Linked DNA regions of Gossypium hirsutum: all the other regions are linked to region 1. The links are chromatin contacts, called in public Hi-C maps. All regions are on one chromosome and are shown on one strand. The core of a region is the stretch at or near the end of the contact, and the rest is flanking DNA. Distances in the headings are between cores, read along the strand shown.

Region 1 (4,236 bases), core at 1,042-3,541:
GGAGCAAAGAGAGGTGATTAACATTAACAGCACGTTTGGTTGGATGGAATAGCTATTCCATTCCTGCCCAATTCCACGTGCTACAGTATTTTTTTGTTATTACACCGTTTGGTTCAGCGTTTACTTATTCCATAACTTTGCTATTACAGTCATATTCCCTCAAATGCTGTAATAGGTATTCCGGGGTGGGGGCTCTGAATTGCTATTCAACACCACACACGTAAAATTTCTCTCCAAAATAGCCTACTTTTTCTCCCTTGCTCCAGATTTCTTCCAACAGTTTTCCCCAAATCAACAACACATTCGCCCTTCAACTTCATCTCCTGTAAGTTTTCTTTTTTTATTTCATCTCATGTTTTCTATTTCTCCTTCCTCATAATTTCATAATTCTTCTTGTATGAAACTTCATAACTCTTCTCATGGTCATCTTTAATTGTCAAAATTTGTTATGGGTCTCTGATATATTTCTTTGTTTCCTTGGCTTATGAAACTAAAGGCACCTGTTGTTTTTTCTTTTGGTTTGATTCTTGATTGACTAATGTCGCCTGGTAATGAGTATCAAACTTATGAATTTGAGTGAAAACTGTTAATACATACTTCATCCGGCTAAATTATGCATTTGAGTAAAAATTGTATAATTTAGTCGGATGAAGTATGTATTAATAGAAAACTGTATAATTTAGCTGGATAAAGTATGTATTAACAGATATACTTAAAATCTAGTTGGACTGCCACGTAGGATTACCATTAGGGAGATAATAATAACATAAATGTCTAAAACGTAACATTTCAAATATAAGTGACTAAAATGTAACCCGAGGTAAATAAAAGTGACTATTTTTATAGTTTATCCATAAATAAAACATTGCAATATATGTAAAAACAATTTAAAATATAAATTTATATATATATATATATATAATAAACTCAAATAAACAATGAAAATATAATAAATTCTTAAATATATATTTGTTTAATTTAAAACAACTTTTATAAATTATTTTTCAGAAAATATTTTACTGACAAACAAACGGAGTCTAAATATGTATTGCAGTTTAAAAATAATAAAGTAGATTATATATTTTTTTATAGTATTATATATTTTGATTTTTTAATTCATATAATAATAATTAGATAATGAATGTTATTAAATTATATTTTTTTATTAAATTATATTTAATAATAATTATGTTAAAATATGGTTAAACTATTTATTATTTTTATTAAATTATTTTTAATAATAATCTTATTAAAATTTAATAACAATAACAATAATCATCTACATTAACAAAAATTCTGCTAAGGGTATTCTGGTCATTTTAGTTTTTTCCTTATGCTATTACAACATCATTCCATTCAACCAAACACAAAAATACTATTACAGTTCTATTCCATTCCATTCCATTCAACCAAACAGTTGAATTACTTATTACAGCTTTATTCAATTACAACCCTATTCAATTACAGCCCTATTCAATTACAGTGAACCAAACGTACTCTAAGAATTGGATTAAGAGATTCCAAAATTAAGGACAATTTGATAGAATCTGTAACTATTAGTGGATTAATTTAGTTATTGTGTTAATAAAAAAAGTCACATCAGTATTGAACAAAAAATTAATTGACAATAACATTAATGATTAAATTAAATTTTTTTTAAACATAGGTGATCAAAATAGAAACACACTAATAATTAAGTCAAACACATATTTATGATCACCCTCATTATGCAAGTAAGAAATTATTCAACAAATATATTTATAAAAATTGATAATAATAAAAAATTCAAACTTTATTTAAAATGATAAAGTTGATATATTGAAAATTATAATGTCTTAAGTTTAAATTTTATTATTGTGTATTTTTTAAAATTATATATAAAAATATAAAAAGATATAAACATTGTGTATTTTTTTAAAATTATATATAAAAATATAAAAAGATATAAACACCTTTATAATATCATTTTTTATTTTATAAAAAAATTTGATAATTTTACAACTAAATTAGGGTGTGATTGATGAGTGTCATTTGCCACAAACTCAATATTTAATATAAATAATAAAATATTCTAAATACAATAATGTTAATAATGGTGCAATTTTTTAATGATAATAATTGGTGTAATTAGGTTCACAATAATTCATTACCAAGTCCAAATTTTTTTATAAATAATAATAATAATAAAAGGCTAAATGATTTATTTTAGCTTAATTCCACGTTATATGAGCCATCCCATGTCGGCTCCCTCTCATCACGTACCTTCGTACCGTATTTTACGACCACGTGTCACCTCACCATTTGCTTATCCACTGCTCTAAACTATCTACGAAGTAGCCTTTCTCATCTGCACGTGCCATGTACAGCCAAAGTTATTACACGTGTCCAAGCCGACATATCCCAAGTCCCTTTCTCCTTCCTTTTATATATAGTAGACCCCAGAAGCCAAAATCAAAAACTCAAAAATCTAAACGCTAAAGTCAAAATCAAACTTTTTTGTTTTTATCTCCTTTGTTTTTGTTTTTCTTGAAATATCTGGTAAATGATCCAAAAATCGAGTGGGTCGGGTCGCCGGATTCTGACATGCCCGGCAATACATCCTTGCGATTCCATTTCTCCTTCAACTCTTCTAAACTCGCTGATCGATCTTGGTGGAGACATTTGCAGTTACAAATCCAAGGTTTTCTCCGTCAACAAGAGAAATGCGCGGGAAACGTTTCGTCAAATCGCGAACATTCTTCTTTTCCTCCAGGAGATCCGAGATACGACGTCGGATCTACCTCATCCGGTCATCCTCAGCTTGTCCGAGCTCCATCTGACTTTCCAGAAAATTCGATGCCTTCTGGAAGACTGCACCCGCGACGGGACTCGAGCGTGGATGCTAGTGAGTTCGGATTGGGCTGCGAACCAATTCCGGATCGTGATCCGGGGCCTGGCTACGGGTCTGGATGTTTTCCCTCTTTCAACCGTTGACATGTCAAATGAAGCCAAGGATTTGGTTGAGTTAATCATAAGACAAGTTAGGAAAGCTTCATTCGATCCCGACCCGGATGATAAAAAGGCCGTGAAAGATCTCATGCGGATCATGAACCATTTCGAGGAAGGAATCGCACCTGATCCGATTGAGATCAGACGGATCTTGGACCATCTCGGGATTGATAAATGGAGCAGTTGTAACAAGGAAGTGAAATTCTTGGATTCAGAAATCGGAACCGAGTTTTCCAATGAAGAAAACAAAACAAAATTAGAGCTTCTGTGTAGCTTAATGGGATTCATGAGCTATTGCAGATGCGTAATATTTGACACCGTTGACTTCGAAAGTCAGCATCTCAATGGCCAGTGTAGCAACATCAGCAAAGATCTTAAAGGAATCAACGTTGATGATCTCAAGTGTCCGATCTCGTTAGAAATGATGTCGGATCCAGTAACTTTATCATCGGGCCACACCTACGACCGTTGTTCGATTTTAAAATGGTTCAGGTCGGGGAATGCCACTTGTCCCAAGACGGGCGAGAAGCTTACCAGTACGGAATTGGTTCCCAATCTTGTCTTGAAAGGGTTGATCCAACAATATTGTGCTGAAAACGGCATCCCAGTCGTCGTTTCTAGGGGAAAGAATCGTGATATTTCGAGGACAGTAATGGCGGGGAGTTCAGCCGGTGAAGGTGCAATGAAGATGTTGGCTGGTTTTCTCATTAACAAACTTGTTAATGGAAGTGGTGAAGAGATGAACAAGGCGGCATTTGAGATTCGGGTTCTTACTAAAACAAGCATTTTTAACAGGTCTTGTTTGGTTGAATCCGGCACGATCCCACATTTATTGAAGCTGTTGTTATCTGAAGATTCCAACACCCAAGAAAATTCCATTGCTGCTCTCTTGAATCTTTCCAAGCATTCAAAAGGCAAATGTGTTATAGTGGAGAATGAAGGGTTGGATTTGATCGTCCATGTTTTAAGAAAGGGACTTAAAATTGAAGCTCAACAACATGCGGCTGCTACGTTGTATTATCTTGCTTCAGTTGAGGAGAACAGGGTTCTGATCGGTGAAAATCCTGAGGCTATTGCAGGATTAGTAGAGTTGGTTAAGAATGAAAACCATCACTGCAAGAGGAATGCATTGGTTGCTATTTTTGGGCTTCTAGTGCATCCCGAGAACCATTGGAGGCTTCTTGCATCTGGGGTTGTTCCTTTGTTGCTCAATCTTTTGAGAGATTCAGAAAGAGAAGATCTCGTAAC
Region 2 (4,236 bases), core at 1,144-3,643, 200 kb before region 1:
ACGAATATGACCCCAGACAGCACGCCGATTGAGTTATGGTAGCTGGCAAATTTGGATAAGCATTAGCATTTAGTAGTACCTTAACCTTATCCACTTTATTAATATCTCTAACAAAAAAAACAAAAACTTCTTGTCTTCGCTCACCCCTCGTGTTTCTTGCTTCTTTACCTAAATAATAGTTGGCCCCTACTCTATCCCCCAAAATATCAATATTTATGCAAAAATAATAATAATTTCATTTCACATGATTAAGGTTCTTCATATGTATATAAATTTTTTTCAAAAAATTCACCCAACGAGTACTTCGTTTATTTTAAATTTTAATTATATTTTAATGCCATATTTGATAATAATATTATTTTAATACATCTTTATTTTAATACATCTTGATACAGATAATAAATTAATTTCACTCAATAATTTTTAACTATTCATATATGTTGTTCTCAATAAAGAGGCACACACAAAAAAACTAATCATCTCCAAGGGCGAAGCTAGAACAAAATTGTAGGAGCTGAATAAAATTTTAATTTTTTATAGTCTATATTTTTATAAATTTTAAAGTATTAATTAAATTTTTATAATTTTAGGGGGGGCAAATTGAAATTTTACCTTTACTAATTTAAAATTTTAAAAAAATTTATAGAGCCTAAATGGAAAATTTTCATTTTAAGGGAGGCCGGGGCCCATGCCAGCCCCCTTAAAATCGCCTTTGATCATCTTCCTCCAACAAATCAATGTATTTTTTAACTATCGTGTGGCCGAAAAAAATACATACTTAACAAAATTTTTAGTAACACGATAGTTCAAAGAATACATATATTTTTTGAGGGATGGACGAGTTTTTTTTATAGGTCAAGTTGAGTTATGTATAAATTAGTGGGGCATTATATATTTTGTCCTAATTATTTGTAGTCTAATGAGAAATTGTAATGATATCTTGATTTAATTTTAGTAAAGGGATTAAAATGAAAAGTAGAGGGACTTTTAGTAGACGTTGTTTTTATGTTATGAACTTATTTTAATATTTATAATAATTGAACGTCTACATGTGTTAAAGCACTAAATAATTAAATAAAATATAAATGTTTAACTTTGTTTTAATTTGAAATTATTTAAATATTTACAAAAATTTAACGTTTCCCCGTGTTAAAGCAATAAATAATTAAATAAACAATAAGCGTTTTAATAATAAATTTGAAAATGAACTTTAAATGGACAAATTGAATAGACTTTTAAGTAAATTTTTTTAAAATATAGTATTTTCAATCTCATCCAATACACAGTTGTACTAATACACACGTGGATTTATAATTTTAAAATCTTACTTTTTAGCTCTCGAAGTTTTGGATCTACTTTTTAGCTCTCGAAGTTTTTGGTTGGGCATACCAACCTAACTCCTAAATATAAATATGGCTCACAACAGCAAGTTAGGTTATACATAACTTGATTTTATTTATTAATGAACATCATGTGTTGTTTTTTTTTTAACAAATATTTTCAAAAGTATGGCAAAATTAAAAAATCTTCTTATGCCAATTTTACAAGAGTAATTCCAAAAGACTTTGTTAGAAGATTTTATTTCTGGGAAATTAAGATAATAAGTATTATATAAGTAGATGTATCGTTTTTATTTAGATAGCGATGCGTGCTATCGGTATCTTTCGGTGTATTATTTTAAATTTATAGGTATTTTTTATATATTATTGCTGTACACCAATTATCACCAATACGAAACCTAGGTAAGATCTGGGTCGTCTACCAGTGTCCCGGCCAAGCTCTATCAGATGTGTGAGGTGTACAACGAAGAGACATCTAGGGGAGCTCACAATATCAGCTCGCATGGGCTGAGAGGAGTTCGCGGCCCTAGCTCGGATATACCCAAAGAGTTTACACATAGGGGACCGTGAGGCCTAAGAGGCGACCCAGAACGATACACATGTTCAACATGCCCGATGCCTGTTCAAAATATCAATCCTATGAATAGTGGGGTCAAGTCCATGAACAATGGAGTCAAATCATGAACAGTAATAATATGTATAAATACTCGAATATTCCCTTTAATAAGATACACAGAAAATTACTCAACAATTATATAAACACATATAATATATTTATATACAAATAAAAATTTAAAATTATTAATTAATTTCAATAAATTAATTAAATGGTTATATATATTAATTTCAATAAATTAATTAAATGGTTATATATAAATTTTTATGTAATTATAAAAATTAATTTCAAATATTAAAATATCGTGTTAATTAGTAAGTTGGTATACAACAATACAAACTGATATTAATCAAAACTACTTGTTATGATTAACTACAATGTATAAAATCCAACCCGTTCAATTTAATTAATTTTTTATATAATACTTACTTTTACTAATAAATCTTCAAAGTCATAATTTAGAGAAAATAGGGGTTTAATATTAGGATAACAAGAGGATGAAAATAAAAAAATATAAAAAAAGATTTTAATAAAGGTTGGAAAAATGCTCTCGACTTCTTCTGCTAGCTTTGCGAATGGGAATGGAGAATATATCTCCATTGTTGAAGATTCAAATACAAAGAAAGTTCGTTTTAAGGACACGGATGCGGCCCTGGAGGATGTGATGGTGGTGGATCCTTTACCAGTGTCTCCGTTGTCGTGGAAGGACAAGTTATTGGGGAAGGATAATCTCAACCAGGATCACAAGAACGAAGTCCAGCTTGCTGCTGATAGTTTTTTTCTTTCCAATCAGGATGTGAAGAAGTCTATTGTAGATGGTGTCCCCTCTATAGACTTCTTTGATATAGTGTACTAGATCCTGGAGAAGGAAATGTCTACTTCGATTATTCTCAAGATGCTGGGCAGGAATATTGGAATTTCAACACTACAAAATAAACTCTATGGGATTTGGAGACCGTCGAAACCAGTTCAATTAATGAACATTGAAAATGGTTATTTCTTTGCAAAATTTCAGAATTCTATTGATTATGACCAGGTACTCTCCCAGGGGCCGTGGGTTATATTCGGCCATTATCTTACTGTCTAGCCATGGTCGATCGACTTTAACTCCAATCTTCCTTATCCTAACTTGATCCAAACTTGAATTCGTTTCCCTGGACTTCCTAGTCACCTGTATAAAAGACAGATTCTCTTGGAAATTGGGAGTATGATTGGCAAGATTACAAAGCTGGATATCAACACGGATAGTAGGGCAAGGGGACGATACGCTCGTATCGCAGTGTTTGTTAATTTTGGGAGGCCTTTGATCTCTAGGATTCTCATCAACGATAATCCGCAAAGAATAGAATATGAAAAATTACCTGTTATGTGTTTTAAGTGTGGTCGTTACGGTCATACTAATGAAACATGCTCGTTGACTATTTCGTCTATAGGGGCAGTCGAGAATGAGGGTCCATCGAAGCAGGCTACTGTAGCGACTGCAACGACTGAAAAAGGAAAATATGGGCCTTGGATGTTGGTGGAGTGGAAATCTAGACGTGGAAATTTGGAAGGTGCGAAGAAATGTAACAATTTGAAAAAAGAAGAAAATTCGGGATTACGTTTCCATTCTTTGGCAGGTTTGGAGATAAGTTCCTTGGAGCAAGAATCTACAAAGAACCCTAAATCGTCACTGGAAAGTAAAAATAAAGGAATATTAATTGACTCTGATGTTAATGTGATTACAGGTAGGAAAGTTGTAGGGAACAGTCTTAATAAAGCCAATCTGAACTGGCCTATTATTAAGCCTCAAAAGGGACAGGCCCGATCATCTAAGTCCAACACTGAAATGATTGCCCACTCCACGGGTGTGAATAAGAAGGGCTTGGAGAACCCGATAGCTTTAAGTACAGCTAATCCACCTGCTTCGTCCAATAATGGAAAGACTCATGGTAGTGGGTCTAGTGGACTACAGCTGGAGCTTCAATCTTCGAAAAACCGTTTAGAAACTGATCCTAACGAGCTTAGCATCATGCAAGTACCTATGACATCAGCTGAAGCTATGTCCAGGCCATTAATTGTAGGTAATTCGGGTTCTAATTTTCCCTCTAATTTAAATTATCATCTTAGTATTGTAACAGGTTAAGGCCGAATGGAGCACGAATTTCCTTCTATTAAACAGGCAGATCATGTAGTGGTTTATAATCCTATATTTGAAGAAAATTCTTTTGTGAATGTAGAAGTGAAAGAAGGAGTGTTGGATGCTGGAAATCATTTAGCAGTAGTGTTTAATAATAAAAG
Region 3 (4,236 bases), core at 492-2,991, 130 kb before region 1:
CATTCATCTCTCTCTGTGAGCTGAATCACACCATCCAAAACAAGAACCTTCCCATATGTTGATGACTGCAAGAGTGCCGTGCTTCAAAAATTAAAAATTTAAAAGAAACTAAACAAGGAGAAAAAAGAAGCAAGATAAAATGGGACCATGAAATACCTGAAAGACCATAACATTCTGGTAATCAGACTTCCCTTGAAACAAGACCTTTTCAACCTTTAAGGAATGCGCCTCTCCTGCATATTTCATATAAAACAGAGCCACTAAAGATGTTTTTCTTCTCAGATACTAAATAAAAAGAAAGTATCATTTCAGTGAATTATTATGCTACTTCCTCCCTTACATCTTTCTTAATTTCAAGTAACCTACAAAGCCTACTGCATGGAAACCCCCGTGCACACTAAAAAGACCCTAACTTGCAAAAGTAACACCAGCCTCATACTCCACAACTTTCACAGTAACTACTATGAAAGAACCCATAAATCCAAGAATCAAAATTGGAAGCAATGGATTAACACATTGAATTATGAATGAATATAGATCAGACGTCGCTATTAAACTAATAGTACACACTCCCAAATAAGAAAAATACACACAAGTGACAACATGCAAGCAGTATGCACTTCGAGATGTCAATCATATAAACAAGCAAATGTGCACAAAGAAGCGTAAACGCTTAACATTCAATGAAAATGTAGTTAACTAGAAGTTAGACATATAAAAATAAAGCTTTTTTTTTCCTTTTCCTTTTTCACTATAAAGAATCACAAACAGACCCACTACACAAGCAGAAATGACAACCAAGTTACATGAGATGTCCAAAATAAAAACATCCTCAATATGGGAGATGGGACCATTTGAGAACCCCTTTTTTCCCTAAAGAAGAGCCAAAAACAGAAAATATCAGATAAGAACGCACATCAGAAGTGACGAATAAAAGGGGGAACGAAGTTGAAAAGAACCCAACCCATGAATTCAATCAAAATAAGTAACGCCCTTAGATGGAACCAATATCTTACACAATCAAAATAAGCACAATAAAATAAAATAAAATAAAATAATTTTTTTTTCATTCAAATCAGTTGAAAGCCAAATAAAAAGCACAGAAACTTGTTCACCCATAATCTAAAACAAATCTATAACCATAAAAAATATAAATAGATTAAAACATGCATCGAAAATCATAAAGGAAAAAAACCCAGATTTAAGAAAAAAGCCCTCTTTGGAATCGAAGCAGAGAAAGAAAAAAAAACAACACTTTACATTCTTTTCTCCAAAAGGAAACGTAAAGAAAAGATTAGGAGAAATAATGGGGAATTAGGAGAGTTGAAAAACGAACCAGGCCACATTGGGCTAATCTCAGAGAACCATCCAGGAATAACAGAGGAAATCCCATCAGCTTCCTTGGAAGTATTATTGGTATCAGCTTCCATTTCCATGGCAACAGCAGCAGCAGCAGAAGAGACCCCGTTTTCTTCGTCTTCCCTGGGCCTTTTAACGGGCAAATCAGCACAACTTACAGGGGCACCGCTCTCTTCTGCCATTGAGACACCTATTTGTTTCTGTTTTAGAAATACAAAAAAAATTGGGAAAAAAGACCTAAAAAGAATCGGAAAATAGAAAATCTCGGGTTGGCTGGATACAGGTCACTGAAAGATAAAAAGAGGCCACACTAGCTTGGTCTTTGGTCTTGCTTTATAGTAGCATCCAGACGCCTGTTGCTGTAAGGGCTGGGCTGTTTAGGCCTTCGCCAAATAATATATTAGTATAATATAAATTAAAAAGCAGAAAAAAAAAGAATATTTGAGGAAGAAAAATCAAAATTTCAATTTATATCGTCATATATGGATTACGAAGAATCTGCTTGCAAACGACGCGTCTTTTGTGTGTGGACTGAGATTGTGACTTGTGAAGTTGTGATTTTCTTCCTCCTTTTTACTTAATTAATAATTAGGGTCGGTTTGATAGGGGGAAAATATTTTTCGGAATTAATTTTCCCCATTTTTCAGTGTTTGATTGGAGGAAAATATTTTCCTCACGTAAAATCAATTACAAACACGGGAAAAAGAAGCTTTTAATTTTGGAAAATGTCTTACCGATTTGGAATTAGTAAGACATTTTCCGATTTTTCCAGCGTTCTCCCTTCTCTACACTCTTGTTCTCCCTTCTCCTCTCTACACCGATCTGGTTTCGTTCTCCCGTTCGTTCTCCCTTCTCCCTTTCGTTCTCCCTTGATTTGGTTTCGGGCTCCTTTTCCCCCTTGATTTCTTCTTCTTTTTATAAATTGATTTGGGGATTTTCTGCTTGTTTTTGTCTGAGATCTTGCTTGGGTTTTCTGCTAGTTTGGTTGTACTGTTTGGCTTGTCTTGGGCAGACTTTCTTCACAGACTTGCTTTAGAAAGGTATATTTTCTTCTCCATAGTTTTGTGAATCGGTTTCTTGTCCATAGTTAGAAAGATTTTGGCCCCTGTTTATGTTAAATGTCACCTCTGCTCTCACTGATCTGTGCGTGCTTTTTGTTTGATTTTAAGTGTATTTTTAGCAGATCGAAGCTTGTTTCGCTGTTTTTTATCAAAGTGTTTTTTTTCTTTTAATTTTCGGTTTTTGATCGAAATTCTGTGTTTTTCTGTTTGTTTGTCACTATCTCGTTTACTAACTGTTCATGCAATTCTTAAAGAGTATTATATCATAATGGATTCTTTTTAAGTCTCTGTTTGGTTGATAGGAAAATTCTAGAATTATATGAAAAAAGAAATGCAAATTTAAGTTTCGTTCAGAAAATGATTTCTACTTCGATTTTGTTTTATTATTCTGTTTTGCACGTTCTATTTCGTGCAATGCTTCATCGTATCCATATTATGTTACTCGTACTCAGATTTGTATATATGTATATGCATCTAATAATAATATGTTCAAAGAATTACAACATTTGATGTTGAAGAACAAGGAATTAGCTTCTTCATTTTCTTTTTTTTTTTTGGTTTAAGTGATTCTGTTTTAAGTATATGTTTTACCTTCTGCAGCCATTTCATATCTTTCAAGCCTTCCTTCCCAAAGCAGGCCAAGTCTTTGACTGGTTGTGAAAAGTGAAAGAAAAGCTGGTAAATGATTCTTGTTATGCTTTAAGTCTAGCATTACGTAAGCAGGGTTTGTGGTTCATGTTTTTAAGTATCTGCTTTACCTTTGTTCTCCAGAGTAGTTGAATATTTGTTTCACAGCTACATATATAGGAATTTGTGGTTCATGTTTTTAAGTATCTGTCTTACCTTCTGCTGCCATTTCATATCTTTCAAGCCTTCCCTCCCAAAGCAGGCCAAGGTGAGGATCTTTGACTGGTTGTGAGAAGTGAAAGAAAAGCTGGTAAATGAAACTTGCATTTGTGCCGTAGAGCCTCATTTGGAGGCATAGCTTTTAACACGCTCTTATATAGAAAATAGTCATAATTGAGCATAATGCAATTTCAGTTCAATATTTCATTTCATTTATCAAGGTTTTAGTTTCGTATATGGCGGTGCTGCATTGTTGATATTATCCCAATTAAGAGATATTATTCCAATGATGCTAAAAGAGAATGGGGTAGAGCTAACAAGAACAAATTCATAGCATGTGGATGGTTTTAAATAGTTGTGCAAACGTTTTGAGTGTAAAACTGCTTCATGATATGGTTGTGGAAAGATTGTGGGTTAAGCAAATGGCACAGTTTTTGTTTTAATGTAGTAGGTTGTACATTGGTTTTGGTTGCATTTCTTGGTGGATGCCGTTTGAATAATAAATTAGAATAACTAAATTTTTTCTTACACCGATTTTAATTTTGATTCGTATAGTATACACTGACTAAAAAATTTCACACCGACTAATGCACGAACAATACTAAAAAATTATTTTTTACCAACTTTATGGATAATAATTTAATTATGGATAATAATTTAATTAAAGATACAACATAATGAAATATGGATTATTCGTTTTTCTTTATCTTTTTTTTGTGAATTTATTCGTTTTTCTTTATTTACAAGTAATCGATATCAAAATCTTTTACGAAAAATCTGATTAGTATATTCTCAAACTAGAATCTATATCAAATTGGTCTCTATAATTTAATTAAAGATACAACCAAAGTTTTTTTAGTTAAAAGTAAGAAGCATAGAAAAATTTGGCTTCAAAAATTTTCTCAGGGTTGAAGATATTGATACATTTATGTGGTGTAATATTATACACTTGGACAATGCTGTTACTATG

The links. Hi-C and Micro-C count contacts between places; a contact is called where the count stands out from the background.
Region 2: a contact with region 1 is called in a Hi-C map of leaf, with 2.8 times the contacts expected there. The contact joins the promoter of LOC107886611 here to the promoter of LOC107886666 in region 1. A contact is called at or near these places in 8 of 34 Hi-C or Micro-C datasets (fibers, leaf and seedling).
Region 3: a Hi-C map of leaf shows a contact between it and region 1, with 4 times the contacts expected there. The contact joins the promoter of LOC107886614 here to the promoter of LOC107886666 in region 1. A contact is called at or near these places in 10 of 34 Hi-C or Micro-C datasets (fibers, leaf, petal and 1 more).

The regions. Positions count from the first base shown.
Region 1 is chrA03:99,417,754-99,421,989 of Gossypium_hirsutum_v2.1, reverse strand. LOC107886666 (U-box domain-containing protein 19) reads left to right here and starts at 2,291. Exons shown (of 1, transcript XM_016810712.2): 1 at 2,291-4,236. The coding sequence starts at 2,543.
Region 2 is chrA03:99,620,794-99,625,029 of Gossypium_hirsutum_v2.1, reverse strand. LOC107886611 reads left to right here and starts at 2,393. Exons shown (of 3, transcript XM_016810636.2): 1 at 2,393-4,019; 2 at 4,176-4,236. The coding sequence starts at 3,164.
Region 3 is chrA03:99,549,000-99,553,235 of Gossypium_hirsutum_v2.1, reverse strand. It overlaps LOC107886614 (spermidine synthase 1), which reads right to left and starts at 1,741. Exons shown (of 9, transcript XM_016810639.2): 1 at 1,337-1,741; 2 at 157-233; 3 at 1-65. The coding sequence starts at 1,541. It overlaps LOC107886615 (a long non-coding RNA gene), which reads left to right and starts at 1,749. Exons shown (of 2, transcript XR_001680806.2): 1 at 1,749-2,399; 2 at 3,021-3,733.